2 separate regions of the Drosophila melanogaster genome follow, and region 2 is linked to region 1. Evidence: chromatin contacts called from public Hi-C data. All regions are on one chromosome and are shown on one strand. Each heading gives the region's core, a stretch centred on a gene start, on an enhancer-like site or on the middle of the called end of the contact. The rest is flanking DNA. Distances are from core to core; before and after follow the strand shown.

Evidence for each region. A called contact is a pair of places that touch in the nucleus more often than the background predicts.
Region 2: a contact with region 1 is called in a Hi-C map of the Kc167 cell line, with 1.5 times the contacts expected there. The contact joins the enhancer-like site here to the promoter of lncRNA:CR45178 in region 1. A contact is called at or near these places in 10 of 107 Hi-C or Micro-C datasets (the Kc167 cell line, the S2 cell line, cellular blastoderm embryo and 4 more).

The regions. Positions count from the first base shown.
Region 1 is chr3L:13,554,403-13,561,799 of dm6, reverse strand. It overlaps lncRNA:CR45178 (long non-coding RNA:CR45178), which reads right to left and starts at 4,045. Exons shown (of 2, transcript NR_124933.1): 1 at 3,945-4,045; 2 at 3,699-3,859. All of the region lies in intron 7 of bru3 (bruno 3), which reads left to right.
Region 2 is chr3L:13,683,885-13,691,281 of dm6, reverse strand. All of the region lies in intron 4 of bru3 (bruno 3), which reads left to right. Among named protein-coding and RNA genes, the nearest start is that of mir-289, 67 kb to the right of the region's middle. Within about 2 kb of position 2,636, at least 11 of the 39 cell types and tissues checked have an H3K27ac peak or open chromatin away from gene starts, as enhancers often do. A contact at or near this core is called in the Kc167 cell line, cellular blastoderm embryo and gastrula embryo, where this site is marked.

The DNA.
Region 1 (7,397 bases), core at 2,796-5,295:
ACCATGTGATTGCCCTAAACTAAAAGTATGCAAATGTTGCACATGCTGGCGGGGCCAAAAAATCTAGCCCAGCATAATTTATAGTCGTGCAAAAAACACAACAGACAATTTGCCCTGTGTAAAAGCATGTGATTTGTCTTGGTTTTGCGCTGAACTTTTGCCCATGCAGAGCCCAAGGATGCAAGGACTTGCTGGCAAACAAAAAAGCGAGACACTGCCAGTGAGACAGCGGAGCATTCGGCTGAATTTGGTTTGCTTGGTAAATGTCAACAGCAGACGAGGCCAACGGACGACCAGGCTCTGGAAAACCCCAAACGCCTGTCGACCATTTTGACGAAATAGACAAATTTGCGTTTTGTTGCAGCCAAATGCCCTGCAACTGGCAGGACTCCCAAACAGTCAGCTTTTGGCGAGTCCTTCCTGCCGTTGGGCACATGCATTTCCCCTGCAATAAATCATATGCAGAGCGACGGCGGCAAAGGAGCAAAAACAATGTTGCGGCAAAAAGTTTCGCCCCACTCTCTCTTCGCCATTGAGTTTTATTTTTTTATGTCCCTACAACAGCAATGTGACAAATACATAAATTTGCCAAAAATGTCGCCGCCTTTCAAAAAATTTGAGCTGGCAATTTGAAATTGTTGTGTGCTGCCGTGCTGCCTCTCCTGGATTCTTCGTCCTTCGTCCTGTGGCATTTAAAGTAAAAAGCCTGACGTCGTGGCCATAAATCAAACGAAAATGCCAAGTGTGAAGAAGGGTCGCCTGGGTTCGGCTCGATTAATTTTTAAACATTTAATCTACACACGGGCCGGCACTTCGATTGCGTCTCAAAAAAAAAAAAAAAAAGATGACGAAAAGAGAAAGGGCTTGCCAAATGGTTCCGTGTTTATTAGCCAGATTTCATGTTGTCCGTCAGCCGGAAGCTCATTTTTCATCTCACTCGACATTAAATTAAGCAGCCAAGACGAATAATTTCTGAGGCAGCAATGTCGCAGCGAAAAGAAAGGAAAATTCAGATACATAATTCACATACCAAAACAGCACGAAATGTTTTGCATAGTAGTGTCCTGAGTGTCGCTACGTCGACAACAACAAAGTGCACGCCATTAAATTTCATGCATGCAACTGGTAAAAAAAAAAAACACGAAAAAGAAGGATACAACCTATATAGGAAGGATCGCAACGGTATCTGCCACGCCCACGCGCTTTTCCGCAGGCGGCCGAGAAATGAGTTTGCACTTTTGTTATGCAAAATGCGAAAGAGGCGTGGCATAAAGGATGCCCCAGCAATGTTGCACCTTAAAAAATGCTGCCGAGACAGCAGACGCTGTCAGGAGGAGAAGAAGTAGGACCCGAAGGAGAAGACGTTGCCCTGAAAGTTTTTAGCATGTTTTTCATATTTATCCTGGCACGGAAAAGGAGCTGGGCAGACATAAACAGGTAGACAGGCAGCCCAGAGGGCCGAGGACCGAGGGCACCGAAGGGTTAAGATGCGTGTGCAAAATTATTTAGCCAGAGTGTCAGAATGCCAGCTAGCCCGTCTCCTTTTCGCTTAAGTACTGCCACTGCCACTGCCTCGTCCCTCATCATCCCGCCCTCTCGACGTCCTGAAATATTTGTCTGCCTTATTTATTGCATACCTTCAGGCGCGCTCATACACACACTAGCGCACCTGTGTCAGGTGTCAGTGTGCCTGCAGTTATGAAAATACTTTGTAAACATTTCCTATTTCTATTAGCGATCTCCCCTTTCAAAAAATTGCATCCCCAGCCCTGCCAAGTGGCCAAAAACTATGCAACAATGTTTTGTCAGACACACATGTGTGTTTGCATTTGTTTGTGCAAGTGTGTGAGTGAGTGGGTGGAGGGAGGGTTTATATAAAAGTTTGCCCATAAGTGTTTCGGGGGTTCCTTTCGGAAAAGTACAAATATCTTGCCACTTCAGCCACCTTATCGATGCTCGGGCTGAACCCGCGGCTATGGGGCCATAAATTATATTTTTGAAGTCGCAGCCAGAGACAACAACAACCACATTCGAGTAGACTGAAAACTTTTTGGCAGTTATTACCAAGTGTTTTGTCGTGCGTCCCCTCGTCCCGTCGTCCCTTTTCGAACCCCGCTGAAGTTGCATATCTGTAAACATTTTTTGCAACGACTTTGAAGCGCACCTGAAAAAGTTGGAGAGCTCGCTTACCTGGGACCAAAACTTTGACTGCACTTTGTGCAAAATCTTTTTGAAGGTTGCTAGACCTTTAATTATTTTGTGATAAATGATGACACTCGAGTGCTAAAGCGCCGGCAAAAACAATTACAAATAAGGCGAGAATCTGCGACGTCACTCCCGAACACTTCATTAGCACCGGTTCTACAAAAAAAAGAAAAAGGAAAAGATATTCTTTTGACAAAGCCGAACACGAAAATATTAGAGCAAACAACAGCTGACACTGACATAAAAAACAAAGCCTCGTATCGCTCATCTACTTAAAAGTGCTTTAAACTGAGCAACACGATGGAAAGGAATTGAGTGTTAAGAATGAGAAGGTCCTGGCAAGTGTCCACCTTGGACGGTCCTGTCGATGATTGATGATGGCGGGTGACACTAATGGTGATTGTTGCTTTTTTGTCACACATCCTGGCGCAAGGAGTAGCATGAGGCCACCTGCAATTTGTTGCCATACATATCCTTTGCCATCGGTTTCGCTTTACATTGTAATAGGGCCTTTATGGACGAGCGCCTAAAACTATGGAACAGCTTCCATGATTTATGATTGGCCTCCAGACATGACCCCAAAAACAATTACTCAAATTTCATATTTACTTCAACAAGGGTTCGGCAAGGGATTCGCAGCAAGTGTTTTCTGGTAGATTAAATGTGTACATTCTACGGGCGGGCTTCATTTTTATTATTTTGGATTGATTAATGTTCGGTGTGCACTGAGGAGGCTCAGCAGTCGAAAGCCATAGGCATAAAATATTGCATTTGCGACTTTATCCAGTGCTTGGCCACTGTCCGCATGCTAATCCCTGACAAACAATCCATTAAAATGCATTCCCAGCGAACCACAACAATCGCCATGTGCCTGTGCCATGTACAAAACAATTGTTAATTAACTTTAGTGGAAAACATTTCTCCGACTGGCTGAACATTGGTTAAATTCCAAAAATTGATTCGCTCGCCACTGAACAATTCGCATTCACACAGGCGGAAGTCATGGCTGAGCATTGAACAAATGCTATTAATGTAATTTGGCATTTATTTATGCATTGGCCATTAAAACAAATAGACACGCTAGCAGCGAATTATAATAATAATAAAATAATTATAATTGTGCTGACAGACAAATGATTTTGCACCGCATATAACAAAAATCGTATTCGATTGATGAGCTGCGCATTTGATGAGCACTGAAAATGCATTTTTACAGGCTCATTTGCATTTAGTTGAGGACAGATGCACTTATATATTTATACAATATATATACGTACATATATGAAAGGATCTTTTTAATCTGCATATAAATCATTTTAATTTATTTGACTACCACTGTTTGGTATTTTGCCATCAAAGCCTTTATTTTCTATGCGAGTTAATCTTGTAATTGGCGGCTTTTCCTTAATGGACTTTCTCCGCCTCGCCGACGGCCATTTTTATTTTAATTAAAAATCAAAAATAATTAGCTATTTGTATAATTACATGAAAATCATTTGCGCCTGGTCGCAGCCATTAATATTTATTTGAAATATATTTACCCACCAAAATTTACCCGCCCACATCCCCGTTCACGGTGTCCGTTGCGTTTGCTCCTTGTTTGTTTGTTGCATTATTTATTTACGTTTCAAACATGTGTCAACATGGCCGCTGGCTAAAAATATATGCAAATATAAATGAGCGCCGAGATAAATATATTGAAAATGGCATAAGCACACACATATCGGATATACACTCACATGTACGCCAGATGAATTATGTTCGCGCCAGGCCATAAATGCATATTTAATTACAAAATTAATTAACATGAAAAATAACTAAAGCAAAAGGTATTATGACAGAAAAACAAAAGTGTCCGCGTTCGGAACTGCCTGTGAATAAAGTTATAAAAACCCGTTTATAATACAGAGTTCAGTCAGACATTGGAAAAATTAAAGACAAATAGCGATTTTTTTCGCATTCGATAATATTTAATTCAATTAAATGTGTTTATGGAAATGTATTTTCCATCTATTCCGGCCAGCTGACTCGCTCCGCTGCACAGCAAACAGCTCAATCATTCCTGTTCGCCTGCCGCCAATGTTCTCTAATCAGTTTTAATTAAATTAATTCCTCAAACTGAACCTACCACATCCACAGGCCACAGTCAGGGGAAAGTTTTTACAGGCCTAACAGGATCGATTCCCAAACCGAAATGAGTTAATATTTGGCCTGTACCGCCGCCACCGCCTAAACCTCTAGCCCCCCTGGGCAAATATCACTTACTTATGTTTAGTCGTTGGTAATAACTTCTGCCTCCTTGGCTGCTTTTGGGCCAAGGACTGCGGCGCCTGCTGTTAATGACACAACCGCAAACAAAGTGCGAAGCCGCTCTTGTTGTTGTGTAATGGCAAAGCTCATTAGCTTTGCTGGCAAACAAGTTTTAAAGCATGCATTTAGGCGCTCTGCGGTTTGACAGCCGCCCGCCTGCAGCCTCTCTCGTTGCGTTGGTGTGCGTGGCTCTCTGTGCGCGAGTGCGTGCGTGTGTGTTTGTGTGCCTGTGTTGACACAACAATTAAAACCATTTAAAATAAAGCATGGCACACTCGCAGGCGGCTGTAGGCGCCAGGACACGACGCAGGACATGGCCGAGCTACGCAAATGCATAAATTCTGCCTTACAGCGTGCGGGTGCGAAAATGCGTTGGTGCGTTTATGTGTGAGCCACTAATTACCATGTCTTTAGCTGTGGCATGGCTTTTGGCATTGCCACTAACCGTTGTTGCAGCCATAAACTGTATTGGGCAGAGGCAATTACAACAGTTACATTTCAGTCACACTTGCCGCGGGAAGATTCAGAAGTCATTAACCTTATTGATTTCTATCAAAAATCGTATTTTTTAATCTAGAAAAATCCATTCTCCACTCGGTTCCACATTTTTTCGGATAAAAGAAATGTATTAAAAAATATGTCGATAAAAAATTCGAATAATTCGATACTTAATTACTTTTTAGTAGGAATCAGAATGGGATGATATATAATTGCAATGCTTGATGTACATATTTAAAGGGAATTTTCTTCTCTTCTCATATTTTACGAAGAGTATTCACAGTTCCGTCTTCGATTGTAGGCCACCTTCCCACAAATGTTATGGCTGATGTCTAACCAAATAATGTTTGGCAATCGTAATTATGTCCTGCCAGGAGGCATTTAAAATCGAACATTCGACTAATGCCTGTAGATGCCGCGCAGCACCCATAAGCCGCCCAGTTCTTACACTTGCCGCCGCCGGGCAGACACATTAAATTTTCAAGCCATGACAAACAGCAAATTTCACTTCAAACAAAAGACAAATTGCCAGAGGGCCAGGACTTTTTCACCGCTTCCTTATCAGGCGATGGCAATCTGCCATCCCACCTAGCCCGTACTCAACTCAACTCCAGGCAACTCAACTCAGCTCGACTCAGTTCAGTTCAGCTCAGCTCAACTTGACTTCAGTTCGCGTCAAGTGTTTGCCGAGGAGAATGAAGCGAACTTATCGAGTTTGGCCCGTTGTTTGCTAAATTGCAAACACATGCTGCTGCCAAGGAGAAAAAACTCCTGGGCGGAGCAGGACAATGGCCAAAGTTAAATCAGGCGTGAAATCAAGCAGGTGTTTCAATTTTTACCAAATTGACTTGACTGCCTTTGTGCTGCTATACCTTTTGAATAGTAGTAGTACTACACTCCCTTCAACTGGATGATGGATCGATCTTGGGTGGGTATTTTGGTCGTTGTCAGGTCGTCTCATTAAAGCGATTATTATGCATTGCATTTCTGATTATAAAACCAAATTAAAAGTTATTCATTCACTGGCCATGTATGTATGTGTGACAAAAAGCAATCATTAAAATTGTTTTAATTTTTATTATTTTACTGTGTGGCATATAATTTTTCATATTTACTTTCTGACAATGGCCGAAGACGAGCGACGGACTCAAATGAACGAACAATGGCACTTTCAGTCCAGCTGTAAAAATCAAACAAACAAGCGACAAAAAATTAATTATATTAAAAAAAAATACTCAATAATAATAACAATAATCTGGTCATGCGTGTACAGTACACGCACTGATTTCGGATATCCCTCAATTGAAAAAAGTGTAATTATTATATAATCATACGTACATATATGCACATTATATAGTCGTTCCGAAGGAGCACTGTATGCGTGGGTGTGTTTGTTGGTTTGATTTATGAACGAATAGAATCGTAATGAAACCAAAAGTTGAATGGAATCATCCTCGAATTCAATGCCCCACCGATCGCTTTTGGCGATTGTTGTCCACATAATTGTGCCTGGCACTGTGCGCTGCATTCTGTATCTGAATCTGTATCTGTTTGCTGTTTGTTGATTCGTTTTTTCTCGGTATATTATGTCAAGCATAAATTGGCATTTTCAACTGGATTTGCATGTTAATTAAAATGGCGCACGCACGGACAGTTGAAAACAAATGCAGACAAGGCATTAAAGCTCCACATCCAGTCATCCAGTTATTCGCTTCACACACACACACACACACACACACACCGAACAGCTAGGCAGGATTCCCCCGCTCCTGGTTGGCATTCTGGACCAGATCGATGACAGGGCCGCCTGCACTTCAATCGCGGCTGGATGCATTTCAAACTGAGCTCTATTTACTTGAGTGTTCGTCGCCAAAGAACAGTCAGGACACGGGCCCCAAAGGATCCCAGTTCAGCGGAGGAGAACGCGACCCGACCAACGACCTACACTTGACTTAACCAGCATTGTCGATTGCAGCAGGGGCCACGCCCCCTGGCAAAAATGGCGGAGCTTTAATGATGATTTCTTTGGCGCTTAAGTCGTTTAAACTTCGCCCCCACTTTTGGCGAGCGACTTGGGTGTTGGGTTTGTTGCCCGTCGCCATGGACTTGACGAGTGCCTTTTTGTGTGTCTGACGGAGGAGTCCTGCGCCTGCTACTCCACCGCGCTCCTCGCCTTTTCTTTTTTTTTTTTTTTATTGCTCAAGTCTCCTTTCATGTGCATTACGGAGCACTCGTCCTCGGCTGCGTCTTCGTCCGCGTCGCTCCTTGAGCTGCTTTAAGCACTTGACTTGGCCTAGAGGAGCTTGGATCCGCCAGCCGATGCCGAAATCCACTTGGTTGACTTAAAGATTGCGCCGGTCTAGATGGAATTATGGCCAAGTGCA
Region 2 (7,397 bases), core at 1,387-3,886, 130 kb before region 1:
TGGCCCAGATCCCCCCAGGCACTTTGTCGTATTGTCGTCCCAGGGACTTAGTCTTCGGTATGGGGTAGTCGGTAGTCTGCTCTTTTCATATTCAATTAGCTTGGCATTAATTTTTGTGGTGCTGATAAGGTCCAGAACTCCAGCGTGCAGCATGCATGTAATTAAAATTGGTTTAACTACGCCCTGCAGCCTCAAATGGGTCTAAGGCGCAACAACTGGGATTAGAGTCCTGCAATTGGGTGATTGGGGAGCAGTTACCACTACACTCTTCGGTGAATAACTTTCTGGGGACTTTAGATACTGTGCATGGTGCAGCCATTTAAGCCCTCAGATTCGGACCCTTCCTGCTATCGAGAGTGTCCATTTTTCGATAGTAGCTTAGTTATCTGCCGGTGCCCCCACTTTCCATTTACCACTACCCAGTTCCCACGCCCCAAATCCAACATCCCACATCCACGTCTGCCAGTCGAATAATCCAAGTCAATCCTAAGCAAAGCGCATTCCATGAAAGTTGCCCAGGCGGCTGGCTGTGTTGTTGGACCGAGCAAATTAACAAAACAAAAGCCATTGCCGAACAATAGGCGCTGCAGTTCGGCTGCTATTTGGCTGTTGGGCTCGGGATCGGGATCTGGTTTGGGTTGGGTGGGTTGGGTTTTGGGCTTGGGCCCTGTTGGCAGTTGGCGAAACAAGCCAAATCCAAATACAAACAGACAGTCTTGACCAAATACCAAAGCGAAAACGAAGAGCTCACCGTTTCTGGGGGCGGAGAGGCTAGCCAGACTCGATGCCTGAATTTATGCAGTGTTTGGTTTGTTATTACCAGGCGAAGGTTGCATTCGGTCCATGGGAAATGCATCAGCAGCAGGAGCTCATTTCCTCCTTTCTGGTCAGGAGGAGCTTGGGAGTGGGCTACGTTAGAAAAACCCGCATCCGAAAGTTGCCCCGTGGCCGGTGTGAAGGCCATGCCAGCTACAGGGTAAACACTGCGAAAACCAAATTGGCCAATCCATCTTTTGATGCCTGCTTTTGTTGTCAAATGACGAAGGCACTTTCCAGAGCCAAGGAAATTAGATTTCTCGTAAACGCCTAATTTCGAAGTTGTGCATTTGTAAAGATATGAACTTCTTTTTTCTCTCTCCACCGAAACTGACAGCACTAAAAAAGTTATTTTCATTCAAATAGTGAAGTTCCTCCTATCTTCATATATGCCGCTTTAAGTGGTGAGTAAAACAAAAGGATATTCTACGCACCGTTAAAAATATATACAATTTATAGTAAATATTCTCAGTTGATATTTTGATTGTTTCTTGTTTTTTCTGTGATCTTTAGAAAATATAATATCACTATATTCTACGCCAATCAATAAAATTATACTAAATAAATAAAACGTAAATTTAAACTCATGTCTTATCATCGCATCGTAAGCCTTTCTCTGCATTTTCTCTCAGTGCAACTGCAGATTGAACGCCTGTTTGCATGCAACCCCCTTTCCGACCATCTCTGCACTTGCAATCTCAGTTTGTGGTTAATATTATGCTGCATTTCTCATTTCGCGCAGGTTGTTGTTGCTTTGCTTGTTGCTATCGTGTGATGTTGTTGCTGCTGCTGGTTTATTATCGCTGGCATTGCCAGTGCAAACACCTTCACTTCACCCCACATCCTGCACCCTTTTGGACTGCATTCAAGGGCTTATCTGTGCGTTCGGTTTTTGGTTGAGCCCCCGCCCCTGCCACTTCCACTGCCACGGCAACTGCAACTGCCGCTGCCCAGTTGCCCAGTCGCCCTGATTCCGATCCTGATCCTGGAGGGCGAAGCGTGGGCCTGTTGTCCCTGTTGTTATTGCAATGTTTTTGACAAATAGTCAGGGAAATGCACACTGATGTCTGTTTATTGTGCCGTGCATGCGGTTTACGTTTATCTTCAACTTATGCAGACAGTTCGCTTCAGCTCAGTTTTGGTTCGGTTAGGCTTTGCCTGGGTGCAGTGTTTCCAGGACATGCTGTGGTCTGAGGAGATTTTTGAGGCACGAGGAGGTGTGGTGGTGTTTGGTCCAGACATATTTTGCTGTGGTTGCCGCTCCTATTCTGTGGCCCAGACCACAAGATCAACTCACTGGTACGACTGCCACTGGTTTAGCTTCTGGTCGCTCTGGCCAGCCGGTCTGTTGTTTGTTCCTTTGGTGCCTGCACTTGCAGTAATAATAATAATCTAATTAAGACCCGAATTTATCGGAAATTAGATGGTAGGCTAATGAAAGGCCAGCTTACTTGGGCTCGACATTTTGAATGGTTTTTCTGCTGCCATCAGGGTAATTAACAACTGTGTGGTGGCCATTCATGCTATCGCCATGTGGTTATAGAACATCGATTTGAGGAAAGTAATTCTGGGAACTCAAAACAGCCCAAATTCTAGATAATCTCCTCTGGGCTTCACCTATTGTGTTTGGGAAAGAAAAAAATATGTGATAACAGCTGGGCCATCATTGAGCGAGCAAAGCCAAGACTGCTTATTAATAAACTTTAAATGCGTTGGAAATCCGCTTAGACTGCAGTTGAAGGGCCTAGGCTTTTAAGGCAGCCAAAAGGGTCCGTCGGAAAAGGAAGAACTTTGCTCTTCTTAGGCTGCCTAAAAGTGTGCAATAAATCATTGATGCCGACTAATTGAGTCGGAAGTGTGTGCGCAGGGCGGACTGCAACTAATTGGCAGGACGAAAAGTATGCAGGGCGCACCGAAACTAATGCAATTAGCCAAGAAATGCCAACATCTTGGCAACTCTTCGTGGCCGGGAAGATACACGTGCTGGAACTATGCAGCAACAAAAGCCAATTACAGCCGAAACAATGGAAAATTATGCACAGCATTTGACATTAGATTAAACCTCGTGACAGGGCCATAAACAAAAGGTTCGAAATTCTCACCGCCCAAAAGTATGGTAAAGCAAACTTTCTCTGCGCCTGTGTTGGTATGCAATGTGTCTCTGCGCTTGTGTGCGAATGCCATGCCTAACTCAATTATGGCAGGGCAAATGTTTTGGCGCAAAAAGCTCAAAAGCCACAGGAACACGGCCCATAAACAGAAAGGACCAACCTGAGCCTGAGCCTGAGCCCGAATACCCTTCGCATCTCCATCTCCTTGCAGCAGCTGCGCCTAATTGCAGGCAACATCAACATCAACAACAGCACACAAACACACACTCTCAAACGGGGGAAAACTCATTTAATACATGCAATAATTTGGTTTATTATTGGCTTCCCCTACCCCAGCCACCATTTTGCCCCTTTGCGCTACATTTGCCATAACTTTTAATTAAATTAAAATGCACAGCTCAATGCCGTCCAAAAGGGAGGCAATAAGGGGCATATACCCATAACGTTAATAACCAATTCGCTTTGTAACCGCTCGAAATGTTGGCCTGCTTTAACTGCAAACATATTTATGAATATTTGAGCAAAAGGCCTAGGCAAAATGGTCGATGGAGTGGGCTGTATTAATCAAGTTAGCGTCGCGAAATGGACTGCGGAATGAGTCCTTAACTATCGAGTGTATAAATTGGTGAGGGGGAGCTAAGGATTTTATCCCCCAATCTTGTCACCATTTCCATCTCACACCTTAATCTCGTAACACCCATACTTCCCAGATGCTCCGCATGGCCAAGTCGTGCACAAAACCAACGCCACTGCACAGGCAGCATATGGTTAGCCAACTTCATAAAAATGCAAACTTATGCTTTTCACAACTTTCGGTGTGTGTTGGGCAACCCTCGTCGCCGTGGACATTCACACACGCACAGCCATACACCTGTAATCCAATTAAAGGTAGCATAGTAGTTGGGTTTTAGCGTGCGGTGCCCCTTGAATCCTCCACAGCCCCCACGACCCATCACTAGCCCCTCCTTTATCTGGGCACCTTAAAAGCTTTTACCAATCGACAACTCGCCTTGATTTTCAGCTGGGAGATGGAGCCGCTTCGGTTCGCTTGCTGGGGATGTCCTGTCGCTGTTCGCGTTTTACGTATACTTAATTTGATTTTTCACACAGGTCCTCGCACCGCCCCCCTCAGCCACCACTCACACACAGCCAGTGGTCATGCTCTGATTTTCCGGGAAAAACCGAGCGAGCAAAAAAAGAGAGGCAGCGGAGAGGCGCTACGCCAGCAGGGAAAGTGAGCGAGGGAGCAAGAAAAATCTAATTTCTGTGCAATTTAACGAGACATTTACGTTTTTTCATTTGATTATCTCCACAGTCAGTTTGGTAACTGGGCAGTCACGGCCACGCCCCTCCTAAAAATAGCAAAACGCGCGGGGAACCCCAAAAAGCGTTGATTGTAAAGATTTGCTGCGCTCCTTTCCTACTCAAAATGGTCTTACCTGGTCATTGTACCTGAATTCTTTAGCATTACGACAGCACTAAAAAGGAGCTAGAGTAATATAGAAACCATGGAGCAGATCCTCCTCCGCCCAGAGCATACCCAATTCGTCCTGGCATTGCAGCTCGGTACTTGCATTTTGTAGCGTACTTGTGTGGGCTGTTGCAGCTAAAACTTTTCGTGTAATTTGTTTTATGTGATTGTCCATTGGCTCCATTTTCGGATTCGCATTAGCCACGGCACTCGGCTTTCGGCCTGTAAGCCGCAAAAGCGCACACACGCTGTCCTTTCGCATCCGGCAGCCCACCCACCTATTGCTACCCAAAAGTATGCAACAAATAGCATATGTACTAGCAAAACAGGAGCAAAATGGGGGTCCAGCTGGGCGGACCCCCTCCGAAGGCACACACACCTTTTGTGTACGTGATGTCATTATGGCCAAAAGGTAAATTTCAACTGTCAGGGACTCTAAACGACTCTTTCGATCTGCTTGCCACTAGCACCACTCCCGTTACCCCTTTGTGGCCGGCTGTGCCACCAAATCGCAACTAACCCCAACGCAAATGCACGTTTAATGTATTTGACATTTTGAAAGTCAAACCGAAAAGCAGAGCAGTGAATGCAGCACAGCATTTAAACATATTGTTCACCCGGCAGTTTGAGTTTGGGTGAAATGCACATTTCTGTGACCCCTCAACTCCCCACCACCTCATCCTTTTTTTGGCCGAGGACATTTGTCATTTGAGTTGACCCGATTTTTGTGGTCCGCCGTCTGTTTTTGCGTCTGTTTAGAGTTTAAATTTCCAGCTAAACCTCCAGCCGAGTGTCCTTGTTGTTGCTGCAAATTTGTAATTTGAATAATGCGTAATTACAAACTGCCCAGTGGAAGTCATTAGAATGGCCAACGCGATCTGTGCAGCGAATCGTGTTTGTACACAGCTTTTTTTTTGCGGTGAATGGTCATGGAGAGAAGTGTGTATGGGTATGGGTATGGGTTTGGATTTGGGTTCGGGAGTGGGAGTGGGACTGCTGGTTCCAATTTTCGAAGCTCCTTATTCAGTGTGTCAGTGCGTTAATTTGGCCCAATGCCAAAGCTCGTTAGTCGGCTCTATAGAGAAGTACAAAAAATGACAATGGGACAGAACATTTTGTCTTAATTAGAAGCGAACCAAATGCAAAGAACAATTAATAAGCCACACAAATTTGACATTCATTGTGACTGAATCAGTCTGCCTTGTCCCTGTCTTTTTCCCTCGCAAGCCACCACTTTTCCAGGCCAAGAAAACATTTGTTTTGTTTATGGCCGTCTCATATAGAACAAGGCTTGAGCTTCTATTTTCCACCCAGCCCCACCGTTTTTTCTACATGCTGTCATTTATTTGCTCTTATTTATGCATTATTTTTATGGGCCGCGTTTTTTTATGGCCCACGTCATTATCCGGACTTGTTGTTGTGTTTGCTTTGACTAAATAAATATTATGGCCATTAACCAAATTGGTCAAAATGGAAATGCCTGGGCTGTGGGAGTAGGTGTCTGCTGTTGGGTTGTGGCGACCTGCTGTCAACCATAAATGTCGTAGACAATTAAAAAGAAGGGCAGAGCTTCGATCTCGCACATGTCCATAGTTGTACGCCAAATGAACTCGCTGGCCGACTAATTGAGCCTGGCAGTGCGGTCAAAAGCAATTAATCAACGATTTTGTCAATTAAAAGGGCGACGACGATGGAGAACACAGTGCCAATGGCGAAGAAAAATCGGTGCAATTATGCAAATTGGTGACACTTTTCCTTCGTTTCTTTTCTAATCTTTGGAAACCCTTTCCTCCAACTTTGACCAACCGTGACCTTGCTTTGTTGTCTCATTAGACGCGTAATTACGGTGCTCTCTTCGTAAAAAGTGCCTGAATGAAGGGGAAATTAAAAATAAATTACATGGAAATCCGTGGCAAGCCGAAATCGAAGAAAACTCCAAAGAAACGAAGCCAACTCAACCCCCAAGAACCTGTAAAAATTAGCGAAATTAATGCGCCAGCGTGGCGAAACTGTCAAACGCATAGGACAATTAATGTTTGTGGTAAAAATAAATCGACTTCAAATATTACCCTTATCAACAAACAAATAATTGTATTATTAAAGAAATCGAAGCAATAGGTTATACCCAATAATTTAGGATATGGGTATCACTTAGGTCAGCAAATAAAATAAATAAAAGAGTCCAAACATATTATCAAGCTAAATATATATATATATTGTAAAGTAGACCATATGTTTGGTATGCTACAGACATCATCGGCAGGCTACTAAAACTTATTGTTTGATTTCAGGCAATATCCCTTTCTTTATACAGGGTATCTTCGGTATATAGGTTGCACATAACATCTAAGCCCGCAAACAAAATGGCGGCTTATGTGTCAAATACTTACTGGAGGCAAACCAGCGAAAAAGGTTCTTTCAACAAAATTGAAACATTTGCCGCGTCGCTTGAAAAATTTCCTCCTCTCATTAAGCGCGACAACCCAAAACCCAATCGTCCCGCCCCCAAGGCCCTTTCCATGCAGATTGAAATCCAATTAATGCCGCTCAAAGCTTTCAACTGATTTCTTACCCCCGGCTTTTCTTTTTCCCTCCAGTGCCCTTTCATGAGCAAACGGCTTGGAAAAATGGGAGTCGTCAACACGTCCACCTTTCACTCGGCAAAAATCCTTTTTTTTCACCCGCTTTGTTTCGCTTTTCATTTTTCTTGGTTTTTTTTTTTATAAATGCAAAGCGCGTTGGTGGCCCTAATATGTAAAATTTGTCAGAGGCCGCGGAACAAAAGGAAGGTTGCCCACGGCGGAGTCGCAAAACGGAAACGAAAACCCACGATGGGTACGGAAACTGTCATCGCGGTGATTGCGACCGCACATGCAGGAGGAGTAACTTCGGATCTGGTGGAAAGTTCGGTAATGCGATAGTCGCTGGCCAATCCAATTGGGGCTTAATTAGAATGGGTTGGACGGCCGTAGAAAGCCAGGCAAATTGGATCGAAAAAG